2 separate regions of the Anser cygnoides genome follow, and region 1 is linked to region 2. A link is a contact called in public Hi-C data. All regions are on one chromosome and are shown on one strand. Each heading gives the region's core, a stretch centred on a gene start, on an enhancer-like site or on the middle of the called end of the contact. The rest is flanking DNA. Distances are from core to core; before and after follow the strand shown. Region 1 holds the start of CRIM1 (cysteine rich transmembrane BMP regulator 1). Region 2 holds the start of FEZ2 (fasciculation and elongation protein zeta 2).

Region 1 (4,417 bases), core at 1,108-3,607, 190 kb after region 2:
GACGACCGTACTGCGATACAGTAAGGGAGCTGGAACATTGAGACGTTTAATGACTGTAAGCTTTCATTTCCTTTAACCAAGGGAGGGAAAAAAACAAACCATTTAAGACAGTCTTTTGCTTAAAAACATGCGAAAAGAGAAACTCATCCAAAACAAGGTAGGTTTTTCGAAGAACCTTTTCTCTATATACCTGAACTTTTCTTTTAAAGATAACTTTACCAACACATTAGAAAAAAGTCTACAGAAACATACACAATCAGCCTCACGGACTCAACGAAGGTCTTCAAAGCAGTTCAGAGCCATTTTTAATTCTTTAACGGAGCTTTTAACCCTGAAGCCAGCCCTACCTAAGCGACAGCTACAGATGGGATACCCTGACTTGATGCGATTCACTCGTGAGCAAAGTGAACGGAGTTTCAAATAATAACCTGTGCCAGAATAAAGGTCAGATGCCCACTAAAAAGGATCAGTTTTAGTTCTCTCAAAACAGTGTATCATTTTAAATGCAAGTTTTTGGACAGATGCTGCCTCAACAGCTTTCTGGACTTTCTACTGCCCTCTACCCGCTGAGAGGAGCAAGCCTTGCTCTTATTTTCCAGAATTGTCGAAGCTCGCACTCTAAGTCTCACATACATTTATACATATCCCAAACTACTGGTTATTTGTAATCTCTTTACAGCGCCATGTTTTCCCTCGACTTGGGGGAAGAGAGAGCTGGAGGGACAGGGCAAAACAAGGGAGACTAAAAGACTTCTCTTTGGCCTTTTGTAAAAAAGCATAAAGAAGAAAATTTAAGCTCTCCAATAGACACACAATTTGAAGAGGGGGTGCAAGCAAACTTCTCTCGTGCCCTGTGCTAGCTCATCACCTCGCAAGCAGCGGGAGAGCAGCCGGGGGGACTTGGGGAAGAGTCGGGGCCTGGGGATCCCTCTTGCTGTGGGAGCAGGGAAAAGCCAGCCTGCCTTATCGTGCACCCAGCATGTGCGGGCGGGCAGATATTAAGTGACAGGAACAGGAAGGAAAACTTCACAACAGATGATCAGCCTTTGTGTTTCCTTACAGAGGAGGAATCCGGAACAGACATCATGCGTGTAGCACTGACCTCCCCTGATCTCAATCTGGCAAGCCGCTGCCAGGTCCTCTCTTACCGAGCAACCCGAGCAGGGGATCAGTAGCTGGCCGGCTTGACGCAAGCTACCGAGCTACTAAGGAAGCGATGAAACTGGGAGCGCCCGACGTTAGCTTAAGCTACCAAAACTGAAGGGTAAAAAAAACTTTTCAGCAGTCTGCCGGGCAGAAGGGCCCGAAAGCCGCACTGGCGGCGGGGGCCGGGCAGAGCAAAGCAAAGAAGGAGCGGAGCAGGAGCCGAGCGGGGCGGCCCCGGGCTCCCCACCTCGGGCGGAGCGGGGCGGCCCCGCCTCGGGTCCCGCCGCCGGGGGTCGGGTTCTCGGAGGACCCGGGGACCGGAGGGAGGAGGGCTGGGGGGGGGGGGGGGTCTCCGTCCGCCTCTCACCTTCGCAGACGCCCACTTCGTACTCGGTGATGGAGTCGCCGTTGAGCGGCGGGCGGATGACACAGCGCAGCCCCCGGTCGCAGGCGCCGTGCAGCCCGTAGACGCCCCCGCAGCTCTCGTTGCGCTGCCGGGCGCACATGAAGCAGCAGCCGCAGATGCCCAGGACGATGCTGCCGGGGCAGCTCTTGGGCTCTTCGCACTTGGACTCGTCGCAGGGCAGGCAGACGAGCGCCCGCGTCCCCGACTCGCCCAGCAGCAGCGCCAGCAGCAGCAGCCACCCCGCCGCCGCCAGGTGCCAGCCGCCGCCACCTCCGCCGTCTCCGCCCGGGCGCCTCCTCCCCGCCGAGACCGCTGCCAGGTACATCCCGGCGCCGGGGGGAGCCCCGCCGGAGCCCCCGCGCCGGGCGGCGGACCCGAGCGTGCCGCGGCTCCTTCCCGCCGCCCCCGCCCGCGGCCCCCCGAGGAAAGTTTCCTCGCTCGGCGGCGGCCGCTTCAGCCAAACTTCTGCGCCGGGCGGCGGCGGCTCCGCCCGCTGCCCCCTCCGGGAAGCGGCGTCCGTCGGTCCGGCCGTCCCGCGGCTCCCGGCCCCGGCGGTCCCGTCCAAGGCCAGTGAGCGGCAGGCGGCCGCGAGCCCCTGGGCGCGGCGACGGCTGCTGGTGCTGCGCTGCGCTGTGCCCCGCCGAGCTCCGCCGCGCTCCCCGCGCTGCGCCCCGCTCGCTGCCCGAGCCCCGACTCGCCTCCTGCCTGCGACTCGCCCCGCTCCGAGTGCGCCCTCTGCCCTTCCCCCATTGGGCGGCGATCGCCCTCTCCCCGCCTCCGATGCCCCTCCGCGCCTTCCCATTGGCTAGCTCCCCGGCGGGCCCCGCCCTCCCTCCTCCTCCTCCTCCTCCTCCTCCTCCTCTCCCCCCAGCTCCCGGGGCTGGGGAGCGACGCAGCCGAGGCGGGCGGCGGCAGCAGCCTGGGCCCCACGGCGGCCGCCGCCTCCCCCAGTCCCGTCCCGCCCCTCCCCTCCCCCGCCCGGGGCTCCGAGCGGGGCGAGGCGGGGGGGCAGGACCCCGGGGGGACCCCGTGGGCGGAGAGGGGCCCCGCGCCCCTCCTCCTCCTCCTCCTCCTCCTCCTCCTCCTCCTCTCCCTTCTCCCCGTGAGGGGTGCGGGACGGGGAGCCCCCCGCGCACCGTCCCGTCCCTTCCCGTCCCGTCCCCGCAGCGCCGGGGCTCTGCGGGCCGCTCCCCGCTGCCCTTCGCACGGCGGCCGCGTCCCGGGCTCCCCGCGGCCGGCGGCGCCCCCGCAGGGCCAGCAGGCGGCGGCGCTCCGTGCCCCGCCGCACGCAGGGAGCTGCTGCTGCCCAGAGGCTGCCCCCGCCGCAGCCCGGCGGCTCCGGGAAGGAAGGGCAGGCTCTCCGCGGCGGCCCGGGGGGCCTGAGGGCTGTGCGGGAGGCTTACTCCGCCGCCACAGCGTCACGGAGTTGGGGGGATGGAGGGAACGAAGCGGTTCGCTAGGCAGGTGGGGTGAGGGCAGCTGCGCAACGCCGGGCCCGGGGAGCCGTCGGTTGCCCGCAGCGGTGCCAACGCTGAGGGAAATTTTAGGAGGGAGGCTCTGGAAACTTAATCTAGGTGATTAAGGAGGGTGCCAGGGTATGGCTTGCACGGCTCCTCCAAACGCCCGCGTTCTGAGAAAGAGCCAGTTATGGTGTCGACGGGAGATCTGCGTGAGGGCAAGGCAAAAGGCAACTTGCTGCCAGCAGCAGGAGGAGCGCTACAGTAAAGCTTTGTCAGCAACGGTGTATCTTTTTGCTGTGGAAAAAGCCCTGTAAATCGCCCTCATGCATTCCTGCCGAAGTGTCTCCTTGTAGCAAAGGTTCCCCGTCACCATCATAGGCCCATCTCTAATGGAAACAGTGCAGCTGTGTAACCTGACGGTGAAAAATAAAGCATTTTCTCTATTAAAAATAATCACGTCTTCATCATATCAGACTGGCTGACTGTATTCGGATCCATTCAGAATTTAAACTAAGTTTTTAAAGTTTATTTTTCAAGAACTACAAATGTTTTAATTCGCCCCAGTAGCTTGCAAGGCACTTGTCTTGGTCTGTGTTTTTCAGTACAACATTACTGTGATGAAATGCCGCCCGTACAGCATGCGCTACATGGATTAGGGCCATTTAGCTGACATATCTCAAAAAGTAATGGACAATGAGAAGCAACCATCTACCAGGCATCAGCATTTGAACTGATACAATATTTTTGAACAGAGTTGGAAAGCAAATGATAAGGTGATCTCATTAAAGGCCCCATGTTTTGGTATAAACAAATCCAGCAAATCCATTTGAGAGGAAACAAAACACAACACGGTTCATTGCTGTGTTCTGTAAAGCAGTAAGACAGGAGAGCACTGGAGTTCGTATTAGCAAGCCAAGCACTCAGGCTCTGAGCGTTATGGCAAACTGGTGATACTCCTGGGCATATCAATGCACCGAGCAAGAAGTTCTGTAAAATGTTTCTTCAAAAATTCTGGTCTGTCAGCCTCAGGACACTCAAATCAATCTCCCAACGCACCTGCAGGGGTCAGAGTACTTTTGATTCACCAGAAGTTTCCACCAAAAAAAAAACCCCGCTGTGATTTGGGTAAAAGCAGTATGTAAAAACATACCTTCAGTGTGTAGCTTTGCTGAGATTGGTTTTAGAATGAGGCATACATTTCCTGTGGCTGTATTTTTAAAATACTATTCACGAATCTGAGTCTGTGCAGACAGGAGTTACAAAACTGATTTCAGTGCTGGAGAGGATGCACGATACAATACCTAACGAAGACTTGAATTCAATGGTCTTAGTTTATCAAAAGATGAAAAGTGATCTGATTACAGAATGTTAATACTTCTGTGTGGAAAAATCAACTGGTCTATGA
Region 2 (4,335 bases), core at 775-3,274:
CTGCTGAGTATAAAAGATCCAAGAAGGGGTATTTTTACTGATCAGAACTTACCCCTTTTTCTGAAAGATTCAGCGTTGGCAAGTGCAAAGCTCTGGTGTGGGAAGATTTCCAGTCAACTGGCATTACATTACCATAATTATCAGTCAAGGCATTCCAGATCCTGGAGAGAAGAATAAAAATGAAGATGGAGAACTTAAAACAAAAACTGATCAGCAGTAACCGTATCTGTAATGATAACATATTTCAATCAATGACTACTAAACATTCATCTGCAAGTTACTGACACTATTTTTTATCAAGTTCTGAAGTCAAGTGACAATGGTTTTCAATAAACCCCATTTATTTCTCATTTTAAATGTAAAATTTATGCACAGCAGTAATATAAAGCAAGGTAACAAAGAGACAGCCACATTGCTAATTACATAACTATACTCAAAATCTTCCTGGGGAGTGGGCAAGCCCTCCCCTAATGAAATTTGATCTCAGCTATAAATTCTTTCCCTATTGTTGCTCTCGTTTTCCTCGCATTTTGCAATTTAAAATTGGGAACTAGCAGAATAGCAACTAGCTGAATAGCAACATCTGAGCGAAACTTCTATTTTTATGGCTTGCTTTAGCTACTTTTATCATACTTTTTTTCCTCTCTGTTTATCACTGAATAATGAACACGCAGAACTTATGCTAAAAATTTTACAGTAATTTTGCTTTATCTAGAAGTACTCTCACTGATCCCAGTCCATCACTCTTGTTCACAGTTGATCTTAATCATGTCTACAGTATACAATGGACTCTAGGCTTGCATATGCAGTCCTGTTCTGGTACACCAGTCGAGATTTTGAAACTGAGCAGCCCCGTCAGAAGGTCATCTCAAGTCAGCTAACAAACCCTGCCTCTAACCCTGCCAACAGCAACATGCTGTTGATGCGTGTTTGGAGCGGTTGCCTAGCTAGGATCACAGGAGGTCAGAGGAATGCCTGAGCCAGAGACAGAAGGGCAGACAGAGTCTCCTGCTGTACAACATCTCTGATTCACAGCTCTGCGTACTTACCTCACTGTTTATACCAGACACCCAGTCATTTGCTGAGTGCCTCCCCCCCCCCCCTTTTCTTGGAATGGGACATAATTTAGTTACCTCAAAGTAACAGAAAAGCTGCAGTGTGACTGTATAATGAAGACAGTGTTTCTAATTCTATGATTGTATAACGAAGACAAGCTAACAGTGAAATTTACTATAAGAGAGAACATAGATACTAGTAAAATAAAAACAGGAAGGCAGCAGAGGTCAGAAGTGGTCTACTGCTGGGGGGAGACAGCAATTATCACAGTCGCAACTCGGCGATCCCGTTCTCTATCTGCTTTCCATCCCCCCCCGGTCAGCCCCCAGCGGTGAAGCAGAGCAGCGGGCGGGCGGCAAGCAGCCGAAGGCACAGCACCGCCAGCCGCTCCGCCTGCCGGAGCGGTCCCGTCTGGGGCGACGGACACCCACCCACGGGGCCGCAGGCACAGGCGGCTCCGGGACCCAAAGCCAAAGGGCTCCCTCCCAAGGCAGCGGCGAGGCCGGGCCCCGAGGCCAGGACGAGCCGCAGAGCGCCCTGCCCTGCCAGCCCCACGTCCCCGCTGTCCCCTCAGGCCGGGCCGGGCCTCCCCGGGCACCGCCGCTCCCCTCTGTCTGTCTGTCTGTCCCTCCGTCCCCCCGTCCGCACTCACTCGTCGTCCTGCAGGGCGCTCTGCTCCGTGAGGGGCCGCAGCGGAACGCGGCTCTCGCCGCCGCCGCCGCCAGCCCGGGCCTGCGGGGGCTGGAAGCAGAGGGACAGCCTCGCCCCCAGATCCCCCCCGGCCCAGCCGCTTTTGTCGCGGGCGGCCTCGGGAGCGCCGCCAGCCTGCGGGGGCTGGAAGCCGGAGAAGTCCTGCCAGTCGCCCGGGTCCCGCTGCGAGGCCGCCGCCGCCATCGCGGCACCCGGAGACACCCCCCCCGCCGCCGGCTGCGCGTCCCCGGCCGTGCGCGCCCCCGGCCGTGCGCGCTCCCGGCGCCTCCCGCAGCTCCGGGGGCGGGAGGGGGAAGGAGGAGGCGCGTGACGGGACAGGGCTGCCCAACGGCCGCTCCCAACGGCCGCAGGGGGCGGAGCGCGGCGCGCGCGACCCGTTGGCGGCGGAAGGCGGCGTCGCGGGGCAGCGCACGGCACGGCACGGCACGGCACGGCACGGCACGGCACGGCCGGCGGCGCTGGGGCCGCCCGTCACCTCCGGCGCGGTGCCCGCCGCCCTCCGGGCTGGAGGCGCGGACCTTCGCCCCTCGCAGCCTGCCCTGAGGCGGTGTGGGGATAGGGATCCGCCTCCAGGGCAGGTGGCGGCTCCTGCGGGTGCCGGTCGGCGGAAGCGGAGGTGTTTTCAGGGACGCTGTCCTACTTTTGTAAAAAAATAAAAATGGCCAGTCGCTGCTTAATTTCATCATTGGACTTCGGATGTGTAGAATCATAGAATCATTAAGGTTGGAAAAGAGCTCCAAGATCATAAGGTCCAACCATCACCGTATTACCACTATCACCCACTAAACCATGTCCCAAAGCACCAGGTGCAACCTTTCCTTAAACACCCTCAGGGACGGTGACTCCACCACCTCCCTGGGCAACCCATTCCAATGCTTAACCACTCTTTTTGAGAAGAAATGTCTCCTCATTTCCAAACTGAACCTCCCCTGGCGCAACTTGAGGCCATTCCCTCTAGTCCTACAACTAGTTATCTGCAAGAAGAGGCTGACCCCCAGCTCCCCACAACTAAGTGAGCATCTTCGACTTGTGCAAGCAAAGAGACCGCCACAGGAAAGCCCTGAGGCTGCAGTAGGTCCTCATGAGGCAGCAAGTAGGGGCTGAGCACTGGGAACATTGGAACCTCGTAACTGAAGCACGGGGGGCTTTTTGGCTATTATGTTTCCCCCCGTTTGGCTGCCTACCCAGCATATAACTTCTGGAGATACTTGTTTTATATTAGCAGAGTCACTCTAGTGACTCTTTGCTATCTTTACATTGCGTCTTTATGAGCAATAGCTTATCATTTTTTTATTATTATTATTTTTTAAGTCTACTATTATATTCCTCTGCAAACTTTTGGTATCCCAAAGTGTATTGTGTTCAGTTCTGGGCCCCTACCAGATGGGTACTGAGTGGCTCAAGCATGTGCAGAGAAGACCAATGAAGCTGGTGAAGGGAGAAGAAAGCAAGACTTGTGAGGAAGGAGCAGCTGATGGAACTGGGGCTGTTCAGTCTGGAGAGGAGGAGGCTATGAGGAGACCTCATCACACTCTGCAACTGCCTGAAAGGAGCTTCCACTGAGGAGTGTGTTGGCCTCTTCTCTTAGGTGACAAGGGATGGGATGCAAGGAAGCAGCCTCCAGCCATGCCAGGGGAGGTTCAGATTGGATATTGTGAAGAATTTATTCACAGAAAGGGTAGGATAGGCATCTGAACAGGCTGTCCAGGGACATGGTGGTGTCCCAGCCCTGGAGGTATTCAAGAGCCATGGGGACGTGACAGGGTTTGGTGATAGGACATGTTAGGTCAGGTTGATGGTTGAGCTAGATCTTGAAGGTCTTTTCCAATCTAGATGATTCAATGATTCGAAGTTTCTCTGCTAACCTTCCTTTGTTTTGAGCCTTAAGTTTTTCATTCTTCCCACCTGATGTTTGAAAAGAGACAAGGCAGGCGGAAAAAATAATTCCCTGTTAAGCATTTTTGTGTCATTCAGGTAAAGACCTTTGTCTTATCCTGCTCAGTTACAGCTTTTTCAACCTGTCAAGCCCTAGTCTATATGGGCATTCCAATTACAATCCTTTCTGATGCTGGTAGTAGGGCAAAGGAGGTCAGGACTGCTTAGAGTGTTCAAATGTGGCTGCACCATCATTTTACACATTAGCATACAGTTGTTTCATGTTCTGTCCACATGAAAAATCCAAATGTTTGTCAGCGACAGTCTTCCACAGACATAACAGGATGGAACAAAAATGCTGGAACAGTTAACTAGAAAGGGAAATTGCTGGAAATTTAGCAGATAGAAATGTAAAGGGATGACCAAAAATAACAATCTGTCCTAGTCAAAGTCATTTATGGGCTTTGCAATAACTATAATTACTTGGGCATTTTAGATTATTAAAGCCAGCTTTCTAAGAACATGGACTCATTTTCAAGTAGCAATCAAAACAGTAAATATGCTAGTTCTAGGGTGTACCACATTTAAACAACGAGGACTTTTTCTGTTCTTTTGGCCTTGACATCAGAAAGATATAATAGAATAAGAACTACAAACAATGGCAAGATTGGCCAAAAGGTGTGGAACAGCTCT

What was found. A called contact is a pair of places that touch in the nucleus more often than the background predicts.
Region 1: a Hi-C map of liver shows a contact between it and region 2, with 7 times the contacts expected there. The contact joins the promoter of CRIM1 here to the promoter of FEZ2 in region 2. A contact is called at or near these places in 2 of 7 Hi-C or Micro-C datasets (both in liver).

What each region holds. Positions count from the first base shown.
Region 1 is chr3:36,157,404-36,161,820 of Taihu_goose_T2T_genome, forward strand. CRIM1 (cysteine rich transmembrane BMP regulator 1) reads right to left here and starts at 2,358. Exons shown (of 14, transcript XM_066993908.1): 1 at 1,514-2,358. The coding sequence starts at 2,354.
Region 2 is chr3:35,972,426-35,976,760 of Taihu_goose_T2T_genome, forward strand. FEZ2 (fasciculation and elongation protein zeta 2) reads right to left here and starts at 2,025. Exons shown (of 9, transcript XM_048047735.2): 1 at 1,709-2,025; 2 at 53-161. The coding sequence starts at 1,950.